Regions from separate parts of the Zea mays genome. Here region 2 is linked to region 1. Evidence: chromatin contacts called from public Hi-C data. All regions are on one chromosome and are shown on one strand. Each heading gives the region's core, a stretch centred on a gene start, on an enhancer-like site or on the middle of the called end of the contact. The rest is flanking DNA. Distances are from core to core; before and after follow the strand shown. Region 1 holds the start of LOC100382098 (exocyst subunit exo70 family protein D1). Region 2 holds the start of LOC100193014 (histone2b 2).

The links. A called contact is a pair of places that touch in the nucleus more often than the background predicts.
Region 2: a Hi-C map of tassel shows a contact between it and region 1, with 4 times the contacts expected there. The contact joins the promoter of LOC100193014 here to the promoter of LOC100382098 in region 1. A contact is called at or near these places in 2 of 25 Hi-C or Micro-C datasets (endosperm and tassel).

The regions. Positions count from the first base shown.
Region 1 is chr4:65,634,383-65,641,419 of Zm-B73-REFERENCE-NAM-5.0, forward strand. It overlaps LOC100382098 (exocyst subunit exo70 family protein D1), which reads left to right and starts at 2,917. Exons shown (of 1, transcript NM_001174859.1): 1 at 2,917-5,412. The coding sequence starts at 3,053. The coding sequence ends at 4,933.
Region 2 is chr4:65,864,390-65,871,426 of Zm-B73-REFERENCE-NAM-5.0, forward strand. It overlaps LOC100193014 (histone2b 2), which reads right to left and starts at 3,998. Exons shown (of 1, transcript NM_001138182.1): 1 at 3,231-3,998. The coding sequence starts at 3,917. The coding sequence ends at 3,465.

The DNA.
Region 1 (7,037 bases), core at 1,667-4,166:
TGGCTAAAATTAGTTAAAGACATCAAATATTCTAACTAATAGTTCAACTATTAACTATTTTTATTAAATTAGTTAATAGTTAGGTATCTATTTATTTGATAGTAATAATTTTTAGCTAACTAATTATTAGTTATAATACATTTAAACACTTCGTAAGACTATTTTACAGCTTCTACTAAAAGCATCCGACCAATAGAAGCGAAATATGCCCCTGCTGGATGGAGCAGCTGGCGGGGATGGGCGACCCCGCGTACAAGAAGCCACGCAGCGCCTTCTTCTACTTCATGTATGTTTGTTCTGTGCTAGCACACCCTCCCCTATTAGGGTATGTTTGTTTCAGATTATATAATCTGGATTATAATCTAAATTATATAATCCAGATTATAATTTAGATAAATTATAAATTATAATCTGTATATAGTTGTTTGGTAGTCTAGATTATACAAATGTAGATTATTCACAAAGATAACAGTACCCTTGTTTATTTATTTGAGGTGAGCAAAGAAAGATGACATATATTGTAATTTCTATTTACATAACCATAGGTAGTGGATCTTTTGCCAAAATAATCTCAAATAAGCTACTCTTAAAAAGATTATGAGATTATCATAATCTAGACTTTAGATTATATAATCTGAACCTTTAATCTAGATGTTTGTTTACCTGCTGAATTATTTGCACTGGATTATATAATCTGTACAGATTATAATCCAAAACAAACAGGACCTAATTTGTCTGCTACGAGTTTTATGTCTGCTAGGTGTTACTAGTTCGGTGGACTCCGGAATTTTTTAGAAAAAAGTATCCTAGAACCTTGTCTACGAGCAAAATAAATTATATTTTTCTTGGCTTGCAATTGCCAAAATTTAAGTTCAGTTCATCGACTGTGACTGCTACTCACTTCGGTAATGCATCCATGAACTGATTCATGCATGCATCACTGAATTTAGGCTTAAGGTTTTTATGCACTCGCTATCAATAACCTAACTTAAGTCTCTGGATACATAAATATGAACGTGAATTTAGGCTTAGGTTTTTGGTGTCCAACTAGTGTTGAGTCCTGTCACATTAGTTAATAAGATTTTTGTACACAAATGCAAGTCTTACCCTTCTTGCATTTAGGTCCCACATCGGAAGTAACAACTCAGGCATTTTTGCAATAAAACACATAGAAAGCATCAATAGTAGAATATGAAATAGAATGTGATGCATTCCTAGTCTTAGGCGCATGAGAAACAGCATAATGAGTATGATGCCTAGATCTACTTCTACAACTAGCAACACCTTCCAGAAGATTCCTCTCCCACCATGCACGATGCCTCCACTCGCTCTGCTTATGGTGTCCACGCCAAGCACCATGACACCCATCATCGCACCATGTCTATGTACGTATCAAATATTTAAAAACACATCATCATCGTAACTTAAACCTTCCGTCTACCCTAGCACCTAGGTAAAATAAGCGGGCACTTTACTATATTTCCACGAGCACCTGGCGAATGTACCTTCCCCAAGACGAAGCTCCAACTACCCATAGCGAAATCCTGCCTCGTTATTTCCCTCCCTCTTCTCTGCCTTCCTTGTCACCATCGTTGTTGTCGTATGCCAAGTCCAACATGAACCCCTCCACCTCGCTCTCGCTACCCCCTGAGTCATCGTCGTCCACTCCCTCGTCGATAGGCTCTGTGATGTCCGTGACCTCGTGCGTGTTCGGATCCTCTGCCTCGCTGCCGGAGGTGGAGTACCTGTCAGGCCTTGAGATTGGGATGCATTGCGCCATGCGACTATAGTTGTATCCCCACATGCCACACAAGTCTAGGAGTGCGCGGCACCCACACGGTGCGTGGTGGTTGGAGTTGAGCCTGTGGATGGTGGCGCCCGAGATACGCGGGTGGAAGCGTCATCGGTCGTAGCATGTCTCGCGACGGCTGTTACTGTACAACCACACAAAAAACGAAGTAATTTAGATCTAGGCGCCGGGTGGGGGTTGGGAAGGGGAGATGGGAACGACTACGTCCACATATGTACCTCAAGTCGGAGGAAGTGTGGGAGGCTCCTGTCACAGTGGGGCCGAGAATTATAGCGGGATTAGTAGGTGTCTCTGGTTAGATAAGCCTTATATAGGGTGAGGGGAATAATCATATGCGCGAAGAGATATGAACGATGGGAACAAGAGCGATTTATAGCGAGATTAGTTGGTGAGATAACCCTTACCTAGAGAAGGGAATAATCGTCGCGCATGACGACGACACACGAAACTCGTGCTTTATAGGAGTAGAGATTTACATAGCAATCGCAGCATTGTAGGGTGATCTAACTATTTACTCCGTCTTATAATATAAAGCGTAACCAATTTTTGTTCTTGTCCAATAATATAAGATGTGATCTCTCCAAACGTACATGCATCGATGTAATAGTGCTAATATTGATAGAGAGAATCAAATATATTTCTTGGTCTTTGAAAAAGAGGTGGTTATGCATTAGGCCAATTCCAACAAGGTCGTGCATGCGGACGTTTATAACACTGTTCTGCACTATATATGCACTATTTGTATTGAAGAGTTTGAAATAGAGAGTGAGATCAGAAGTGAGATGGGGAGTTTATTGGAGATAGTCTTATAGTAATTAGGATTAGGATGAAGAGAGTAGTAAATAATGAAATAAGTTATTTTTTATAAAAGAAAAAAAGAGAAGCCGTGTTGGTTCCTCGTAGTCGTAGGTCGTAGCTCTCCCTTCCTGGGTCACCGCGAGTCCAAACAAAAAGAAGCTCACAATCACCGCGAGCACGGAGAACCGAAGGCCCGAAGCGAGGCTTGCCTGTCTCGCTCTCGCGCGACCGGAGCAGAGCAGCAGTACATAGTGGAGCCAGGTCGCCTCGCCTCCTCCACTTCTATATCAGTTCCGCCCTCTGTCCCAGCAGCCCTGTGCGCCATCGCGCGGCCCACACGAGCGGCTTGCCGGATTCGCGCCGACGCGGCAGACCCAGACAGGTCAGCTTCGGATCGAGGAAGAGGAGGCGGTGGAGGCGAGGAGTCAACTAAACTTGCCAGCCATGGACGGATCGGCCGCGGAGCTGGAGGCGGCGGAGCGGGTGGTGATGCGGTGGGACTCGTCCTTGGCGTGCGGTGGCACGGACGAGCCGATGCTGTTCGACGGCGGCGGAAACCGTGCCGAGGCCGACCGGTTCCTCCGCGCCGTCGACGACCTGCGCCGGCTCGCGCCGCCATCGCCCGCGGTCGTGGGCAGCCCGCGCCGCCTCTCGTCGTCTTCGGCGGCGAGGAGCGGCGCCGTGCTGGTCGCTATGACACGGCTCGAGGACGAGTTCCGCCACGTGCTGTCGTCGCGCGCCCTCGACCACGAGATCGAGGCGCTCGCGGACCTTAGCTCGCTCTCCATCAACGGCGACCGGTCCAACTCGGCCTCCTCCGCCGACCTCTCCGCCGCCGACGAGGACGACTCCGTGTCCTCCTCCATTGGCCGCCGCAGCACCGCCTACCGCTCGCTCCGGAGCATCCGCGAGATCGACCTGCTGCCCGACGACGCCGTTGCGGACCTCCGCGCCATCGCGTCCCGCATGGCCGCCGCCGAGCACGGCCGCGAGTGCGCGCAGGTGTACGCGTCCGTCCGCAAGCCCTCTGTCGACGCCTCCCTGCGCCGGCTCGGCGTCGAGCGCCTCAGCATCGGTGACGTCCAGCGCCTCGAGTGGGACGCGCTCGAGGCCAAGATCCGCCGGTGGATCCGCGCCGCCCGCGCCGCCGTCCGCGGCGTCTTCGCCAGCGAGCGCCGCCTCTGCTTCCACATCTTCCACGACCTTCCCATCTCCGCCGCCTCAGCGCCCGCCACGCACGACACCCCCTTCGCCGAGGCCGTCAAGGGCGCCGCGCTGCAGCTCTTCGGCTTCGCCGAGGCCATCAGCATCGATCGCCGCTCCCCCGAGAAGCTCTTCAAGATCATAGACCTCCACGACGCGCTCTCGGACCTCCTACCCGACGTCTCCGACATCTTCGCCGCCTCCAAGGTCGCGGAGTCCATATACGTGCAGGCCGTTGAGATCCGGTCGCGCCTCGCCGATGCCGTGAGAGGGATATTCTCGGAGTTCGAGAACGCCGTGCTCCACGACCCGCCCAAGACCGCAGTGCCTGGCGGTACCGTCCACCCGCTCACTCGGTATGTGATGAACTATAGCAGCCTCATTTGCGACTACAAGGCCACGCTATCCGAGCTGATCGTATCGCGTCCATCAGCTAGCGCTCGTCTTGCTGCTGAGGGCAATGAGCTCGTGCCGTCCTTAGCTGACCTCGAGCTCCCCGAGCTTGAGAACCAGTTACCACTTGCCTCTCACATTGTCTGGATCATTGTTATTCTTGAACACAACCTGGAGGGCAAGGCAACACTCTACAAGGATCCAGCTCTCTCGCATCTGTTCATGATGAACAATGTGCACTACATCGTTCACAAGGTGAAAGATTCGCCAGATCTCTGGGGCATGATAGCTGATGATTACCTGAAACGGCTTACTGGCAAGTTCACAATGGCGGCCACAAACTACCAGCAGGCCTCATGGTTGAAGATCCTGAATTGTTTGCGTGATGAGGGGCTCCATGTAAGTGGTGGCTTTTCGTCAGGGATATCCAAGTCGGCACTGCGGGAGCGGTTCAAGTCCTTCAACGCTGCATTTGAGGACGCGCATAGGGTGCAGTCAGGGTGGTGCGTGCCAGACAACCAGCTGAGGGAGGAGCTCAGGATCTCGATTGCTGAGAAGCTGCTGCCAGCATACCAGTCATTCCTTGGCAGGTTTCGGCATCATATAGAGAATGGGAAGCATCCAGAGCTGTACATTAAGTACTCTGTTGAGGACCTTGAGATAGCTGTGGGTGATTTCTTTGAGGGCGTTCCTCCTTCCCCGCATCACAGGAGGAGATCACATGGGTGAAGGTCCTGTACATCAGGTATTCAACTAGCTGTTGTTGCTATTTATTCTTTTATTCTTCACGAGGAAGCTGGTGCTGGTATTTGGGCTCGATTTCTTCTGTCCTGATAGATGTGAGTATAAATTTGGTGATCTTCAATCAAAGATGGCAAATATGAATATATTTTGGGGGTCTTTCTGAAGCTGTCAATCGGCACAGTGGTTCCTACTCCGTAAGAGAAGTTGTTCATTTGGCTTCAATCAAAGATGTTATATAGATCTTGCAAGTAGCATGTCCATATAGGAAATTTTTTCAGTAACGTGGATAGTTGGAACAACCCATGGCATTTCTGCCCCTGTTTTGCACCAGCTTTTGTTATCCTTTTCAATGTTAACAATTATCCAAAGGGTCTATGCTTTGTGGGTTAGATGTAAAAAGATTTATGTAACTCTCATGTACCACATGATTTTGTAATATGATAATATCATGCTTTTACAAATTCAAAAACTCCATGGCACAGTTCTATCCAGCTGTCGAAACTAATATAAAGATAACTGCCAAAGTGGCACTGTTGATCCCTCCATAAGATTTACAACGTTACTATTTTAGTATATGATCAGTAAGTTAGAAAATGGATGCTATTTGGCAGCAATGTTTCGCTTTGGGATGCTGTCCTTTTGAAAGGCCTCTTTTTACTAGAGTTGAGTTTGTAGTCCCTGACGCTGATTAGTTGATAGTACAAAAAAATGTACTGAGAAAAATCTACAAAAGAGAGGTCTTCTATGTCCAAATAATTTTCTTTTGTCCCTTGTTTTCTTTTGGGGTGGATCATGGATGTCAAAGCTGTGCTTATTTAAGAGGAAAACAGATTGAGCTATTCAGGACATAAAAAAAATGAAGAATAACAAGTCTGAAATGTCATGCTTGCCACTGTTCATGTTTGAAAAACATATGTATTTCTTCCCAAAATAAAAACCTTAAGGAAATAAAAAGAATAACAAGTCTGAAATGTCATGCATGCTTGCCATTGTTCTTGTTTGAAAAACAGATGTAGTTGTTCCCAAAAATAAAAACCACATGCCATGAATCCGTATCAGCTTGTTTTGTGCTGTTATCAGGTATAAGAAATTACTCTAGTGCACTCTCCACTTCCTTCTACAGGTATGCAATAAAAACGCATGCCGTAGCTTTTTATGCGTGGTTATCAGGTATAGGAAATAACTCTATTGCACTCTCCATTTCCTTCTGCAGGTATGGGAGTAGTGAATTGTGTTAATTTGTGTTGATTTTGTTTTTAGTTGATAAATGCACAATATTGATGTACCAATGTGTGCAACAGAAAAATCCTTGTCCATATTGTTGTATATGTTCTGGAATCGCATGATCCAACATTGCCTATGGTGTAATAATACTATTGAATCAGAGATCAAGTGTTATGTGCCATACGTGTAACCTGCCGGGAACATAAAACTTTATATGCACTACCAGCTGATCGCCTTCTTTAGCTATAATGTTCATGATTTTTTTGGAGAACATAACAATGTAAGCTAAAAAATTGTCCTTTTGTAGGCACTTACTCATGAACCCTAGCCACATGCATTACAACGAGGCTTATACCTTCGGGATTAAACGACGATGTCATTAGAGCGACCCCTTGGAACTCTGCCCCTCGACGGGATGTCTTCCGGAACGAGTTCTAGTGTTCTTCGCGGAGAAGAAGACCCTCTGTGCTATCGCGAACCGTCCGGTCCCAGGTGCGGACCGTCCGGAAGTGTGCAAAGGAGCCCCTCCTGCGCCAGGTCACGGACTGTCCGGCCCTGTGCCGCCGACCGTCCACGCTTCCGCAGAGAGCCCCGCCAGGCGGTCCATTCCCGTGTTTGGCACCCGGATCGGTGTCAACACACTTTTTTGGCGACTCCGCTGTGGACTAGGTGTCTAGATCTGCTAAAAATCGGCCCATAGATGGTCGGTTCTAAGGATCACACCAAGATCTCCATCATCAACATCATCAAGACGGCCATGGAGGCACTCCCGGCTGATGACCAAAGACCCTTTAAGGATCTCGTGATGCGTGATGAGAAGGAGGTGATGCGGCAATGGAACGAAGAACGCGACAAGGAGGAGGCG
Region 2 (7,037 bases), core at 2,748-5,247, 230 kb after region 1:
AAACCCGGCTTGTAGTGTGTTTAAAGTTGTAAATTTTAGTTTCCGTCTATCCACCCCTCCTCTAGGTGACTTTCAAACACTCACCTAAACAATAATATACATATATGATATATACAAACCGTAGCACAACGTCTGACTAGTAAATCTATAATAGTTCGTTTGAATGTAGATATTAGTGCATAGAATTGGAAATTAAAATCAAAACGAACTAATCTTCGTTGGAAAAATAGGGTTGTTAAACTAGCCCTAAGACCACAGATTTTTCAGCATTGACAACCTCAGGTTACGTACTTTCCACAGCGATGAGCATAATCTGCTATATCACAAATAAGTCATAATAGAAAGTAGGGTGCATGACAACATTAGAAAGTAAGAGCATCTCCGACAGTGACCTAAATGAATGCCTCAAATTAAAATGTAATGCTTAATTTTTTTTAAGAAAGAATCCAACAGTGCCCTATTTTGAGAAGAAACAAATAAATATAGGTCACATGTTCAAGTGTCACAAATATATTACACCTTTTAAGGATGATTCATCCTAATTTCTAACCAACTGAATATTCACGGAGCTGTCACCTATAACCCAGCACACCATTCTCGTCGGCCCTGGACTCGCGTCGCCTAGGACACGCGCTGGCACCAGAAGTTGTCCCGGCCTCCGCTGCCCTCACCAGCAGGGGCGGACCCAGGCCCATGGCCGCCCAGGACAAGTGCAGGTACAATTTTTTTTTAAAAGAGCTCGTGTCCAAGTCTGGCTGGACTATGCTGAAGAGCTGCAAGCCTGCATCTGCTGCCCTCTGGCCTCTGCTGGTCTGCCCTCTACCCTCGCTGAGTCATAGTTATATGTATGAATATCCATCCGGCACAGTGCAAGCTTCGCAAGCACAGGATAACACACATGCAAGCAAGAGCAGACTAAGACCACCTACATGTGTCCTGCAGATTTACATACTAGACTAGTAGCAAGGCCTCGGGCAGCACATGCTAGGCTTCTGCTAGTCTAGAGAGATGGAGGGAGGGAGAGACTAGAGAGCAAATCATCGAGCTAGGATAAGCAAAAAATTCTCAAGCTAGCAAATGATTCTAAACCGAAGAGACAAAAAAAATTACAAGCCACAGGGCTTAGAAACTACTACCTCTATTTTATTTTATTTGACGCATGATAGTTTAATTTTACACTAGCAAACGTCAAATAAAAAAGATCCGAGGGAGTACGAAACAAGATATTCCATACAACCATCTAATACCATAATCACCAAATAAAAGATCAAAAAGTTGCGACCAAATAAACAAGATTACTTGGCTAGAAATTAAGTTTGAGATTGAGCCTCTGTGGAGAGAGCTTTCTCATCTATGAATATTATTAAAACTGAGTTGCGGAATAAGACAGGAGACGAATGGCTTAACCATCGTATGGTGTGTTATATTGAGAGGAATATATTTACAAGCATTGAAAATGCAAAGATATCGGATTATTTTCTAGGCTACTATTAACATATATGACAACGTTGTTTCACCGTTCAATTTTTCTTTATATGCTATTATTAGAGTTTATGGTCGCTTCGGCCAGAACCTTGGCCAAATTCTGGGTCTGTCACTGCTGACCGGCCATTGGCCGCCGCCCCTCACCTTACATGGCCTAACGCATTGAATTCTGTTTTTGGATCTTCGATCATATTTTGTTTCTGGTACTTGAATCATATTTGTTTCTGATACTTTAATCATATTTGTTTCTCACGCTTATGTGCTAATTTGTTGTGCTGGCGCAGGGGGGAAAGGTTTGCGTGGGGGAGAAAATTAGGCGCGTGATATGATGATGGCGGGAGAAAGTCACCCGGTTTCAGTTATTTATCTCGTTTGAGGCTTTACTGCTGAAGTTCAACCTTTTTATGGTGACCTAAATTATTTAAAACATCAGTATTTTTAATTTATAGGGCATTTTTTTAGGTCACCTTGTTTGAGATACTCTAATAAGTCACATGTTGTGGCAGCATTCTTGACCCCAATGATTGTTAATAAACAAGAAGGAACCCAAAATGAGAAAAAGAAAAAAAGATTGCCCATAGACTGATGAAGTTGTAAAGCATAGCCAGCCTATCAGTGGTTAGTGATTACTCCTGTATCTGTATGAAAACTATTGGTAAGCATAGTTGCACCGAACAAAAAGAGGATTGTGTTGGACCCTAGCATCTGTGGCACAGTGGCAGTCAGAGAAATTAGCACGTAACGTAACACAAATAAATAAATCTAAAAAATAATAAAGTGGTTAAAGAGAAGAAACTGCAAAGATCAAGGATCCAATTTCAGAAAAGTAAGGAACTATGGGCACCTGGGGTACCGAACATTGCGCCCTTGCGGAGGCAGACAATGGTGCGCCCTTGCGGAGGTGGGGGTTTCCTTGACCAGATGGTTGAGGCATGCAGCATAGCGTTCTGTGTAATAACGCCATCGGAGAGGATCAAAATCAAATGGTGCTCCAGAAGAGTATGCAGCACATCAATATGTTCAGATTCGAACGACCTGAAATTCAAGGAAAAAATACAAAAACGTTAAGAAATTTATTGGTGAGTTCATTGGATTCAAAATACTCAAAAAAAATAGAACAGCAATGTTAAATACTGTATCCTTCAATAGTGCTGATATTTTAGCTGTAACGTTACCAACGGGTACAGAAGGAATTGGCCACAGAAATCATTCGCTCTTCACCACATGAGCATCACATCTCCGAAATCACCAACCACCATGCCTACTAATGATAGCACAACGACAACGAACAAGAAATTGAGTATGGAATTAAATCAAAGTACTGAGATTTAGCTACCGTTTTATCACTACAAAATTCGGTGATAAATAAAAAGGGCAAAGTTGTTAGAAATTAGGTGATTCAGCTACCGTTTTATCAATACAAAATTCGTTAAACACAAGATACAGTAATGGAGACAGGGTCACCGAGAATTTGAATGAGATGCAGCTAGTACTCTGCGCCACCCAGTGCTAAGCGACTAGCATGAAGTGGAAATTTCATTTGGAAACATATAGCATGACCGGGTTAACAGGAAGGAAATTTGAAGCCACGACAAACAACCCGGCCTACATTAGAGCAATTTACAGCCTGCAAATTACTATATAACTTCTCAAAACATGTTCGATCGCGAATTAGAAATTACCCCAAATTCTACAAGTGCACAACCGAAACATTCACAGGAATGGCAGTAACGCGTCGTAACTTCTCAAACTTCGAAATGCACATTCAGAGTATTCACATGCACACAAACATCACGAGATAAAGGTGGCCAACAACAAAGAGAGAGGATCCACAAATAAGCAACTAGCTGGATTCAATAAGCATTGTTACTGTTCCATCAGATAACAGTTGCTACCGGAGGAGACCAGACACAGCAGCACCTAACTACAGCAAGACACGCGAACATACGAGGGAAGCCTGCAAGCGGAGGCCACGCAGCCTAGGACGAGGTGAACTTGGTGACGGCCTTGGTGCCCTCGGAGACGGCGTGCTTGGCGAGCTCCCCGGGGAGGACGAGGCGCACGGAGGTCTGGATCTCACGGGAGGTGATGGTGGGCTTCTTGTTGTACCGCGCGAGCTTGGCGGCCTCGGCGGCGAGCTTCTCGAAGATGTCGTTGATGAAGGAGTTCATGATGGACATGGCCTTAGAGGAGATGCCGATGTCCGGGTGCACCTGCTTCAGCACCTTGAAGATGTAGATCTTGTAGGTCTCCACGCTCTTCTTGCCCTTCTTCCGGCCCCTCTTTCCCTCGCCGCCCTCCTTGCCGGCGGACTTGCCTGCTGGGACACGCTTCTCCGCCTTGGGCTTCTTCCCGGCCGGCGCCTTCTCGGCAGCGGGCTCCTCCTCCGCCGGCTTCTTCGCCGCGGGCTTCTTCTCGGCCTTGGGCGCCATCGATGCGGGGCGACTTGGAGTTCGGGTTTGGAGGCGGGATGGATTGGGAGGAAATGCGAGCAGACGAGTTACCGTAGTTGGGGATGGTGGCTTGGGGCGATGCGCTTATTATAGGACGGGAGAGGTGAGCGTGATTGGTGGAGAGGCAGGTGCCGCGGATCGCTGGCTTCAAACGGTGTGGAACGTTGGTGCTTCTTCGCACGGACGGTCGAGATGCGCTTCTCACGCGGATCGCTGACATGGTGGAGAGAGGGGGCGGGAGAAGACGGAGGGAAATGAAATGCTTTTCCGCCGGCGCGCCGTTGCCAATTTGAAATTCTGCAGGCTTGCCACGCTGCGCAGCGCTTAGGAAAACCATATGAATATGATTGTATAATACTTGCAATTTCATAAAAAATCAAGACAAAAATCCTCCAAAATCTCTCTATATTCCACAAAAAAAATTATAGGATTTGGATACTCAATCCTTTGTTTCAAAGAGTCATATAGTAAAATTTTCTATAGGATTTTTAATCCTGCAAATTTTCTTTACTTTTTCTTTGTCGTAAAGGAGGCTAGATTTGGACTGCAATTTTTTGAATTGTTTATGACTTTTTTTACGATGCAATAAAATAGATTTTGTGACTTGTTTGGATTTGGAGAATTTTTATAAGATTTGGAGTTCTTAGAATTCTTTTTGCGGCCTTCAAGTAAATCTCTCTAGGGGAAGCTTGAAATCGAGCACACATGTAAACACTAAACATAACATCAGGCTTAGATACGGTAATATAAAGCAAACTACCAATTATTGAGCGAAAAAGTTTTTGATCAACCATAGTACCTCCCTCATCTAAGTCTAGATAGTCATTTGTTGCCATAGGAGTCTTGATAGACTTTGCATTCTCTAAACCAAACTTCTTGAGCATATCCTTCAAATATTTTGATTGACTTATAAAGATTTCATCTTTCAGTTGTTTGATTTGAAGACCAAGGAAGAAGCTCAATTCTCCTATCATAGACATTTCAAATTCTTTTGACATCATTTTTCCAAATTACTCACAAAACAATTCATTAATAGATCCAAAAATAATATCATCAATATAAATTTGACAAACAAACAAATCTTTGCCAATTTTTTTAGTGAATAGGGTAGTGTCAACCTTCCCAATTTTAAAGTCTTTGAAAAGCAATAAATCTCTAAGCCTTTCATACCAAGCGTGTGGGGCTTGCTTAAGCCCATATAGAGCTTTAGAAAGCTTGTACACGTGGTTAGGACTTTTGGGGTCCTCAAAACTGGGAGGTTGTTCAACATACACTAGTTCACTAATCTTACCATTTAGAAAGACACTCTTTACATCCATTTGGTAGAGTTTGATATTATGAGCACAAGCATAAGCAAGAAGGATCTGGATTGCTTCCAATCATGTCACGGGAGCAAATGTCTCACCAAAATCCAATCCCTCTATTTGAGTATACCCTTGTGCAACTAATCTTGCCTTGTTTCTTACTACTAATCCATCTTCATTGTGCTTGTTGCGAAGCACCCATTTTGTACCAATAACGTTGTGGTTCTTTGGTCTCTCAACAAGTTCCCAAACTTCATTTCGAGTGAAGTTATTTAATTCTTCATGCATTACATTCACCCAATCAACATCAAGTAGAGCTTCATCTACACGGTTAGGTTCCATACAAGATACAAAAGAGAAATGTTCACAAAATGAAGCTATACAAGAGTGAGTTTGAACACCCTTACTAATATCACCCACAATTTGATCAACCGGGTGATCCTTCACAATAGAATGATGAATTCTTGATACTGTTTGATAATTGCTAGTTGAAGGAACAGGAGGAACCGAGTGACTCGAAGTATCTTGATCATGAGTATCCATTATTTCATCATTCTGTTGGCTTTGGTGATTTTCTTCATTTAGGGTTGAAGAGGATGGAATGACAACCACACTATTTTTATCATCATCTTCCTTTGGCTTTATTTCACCAATGGCCATTGTTTTCATAGTATTTTTTAATTGAGTTTCACCAACATCATCAAGATTATTGCTTTCATCTTGAGACCCATTAGTTTCATCAAACTCAACATCATATGCTTCTTCAATAATACCATGAGTATTGTTAAAAACTCTATAAGCCTTATTATTTGATGAATATCCAAGTAGAAAACCCTCATCACATTTTCTTCTCAAATTTAGAGAGTCGGTTTCCCTTTCTCAAAATATAGCATTTGCAACCGAATACTCTGAAATATGAGATATCTGGCTTTCTACCAATGAGCAATTCATAGGGAGTTTTCTTCAAAAGCTTGTGACAATATAGCCTATTTGATGAGTGACATACGGTGTTTATTGCTTCGGCCCAATAAGAATCCGACACATTATATTCGGCTAACATAGACCTAGCCATATCAATGAGAGTCCTATTCTTTCTTTCAACAATACCATTTTGTTCCGGAGTATATTTGGAAGAAAATTCATGTTTAATACCCTTGTCATCACAATATTCATCAATTCTAGCATTTTTGAATTCCGACCCATTATCATTTCTAACTTTCTTGATATCAAAATCAAATTGGTTTTGAGCCAATATAGCAAATGATTTGAATGTTTCAAACATATTAGATTTATCCCGAAGAAAGTAAACCCAAGTGAATCTAGAATAATCATCAACAATCACAAGGCAATAGGAATTACCGCCGATACTCACAAACGATGTTGGCCCAAATAAATCCATGTGAAGTAATTCCAAAGGTCGATGAGTAGACATTTGACTTTTATTTGGATGAGTATTTGCCACTTGCTTCCTGGTTTGACAAGAGCTACACAATTTGTTCTTCTCAAATTTCACATCTTTCAAGCCACGGACTAAATCATGTTTGGTTAAACGATTGAGTTGCTTCATTCCAACATGACCAAGTCTTCTATGCCATAACCAACCTAGTGAAGCCTTTGAGAATAAGCAAGGTGTGAGCTTTGCCTCACTAGATGAGAAATCAACAAGGTAAAGATTTTCATATCTAAAACCTTTAAACTTAAGATTGCTACCATCAACACTAGAGATAATAACATCATCAACGGTGAAATTGCAACTAAATCCTAAATCACATAATTGAGCTACGGATAGTAAATT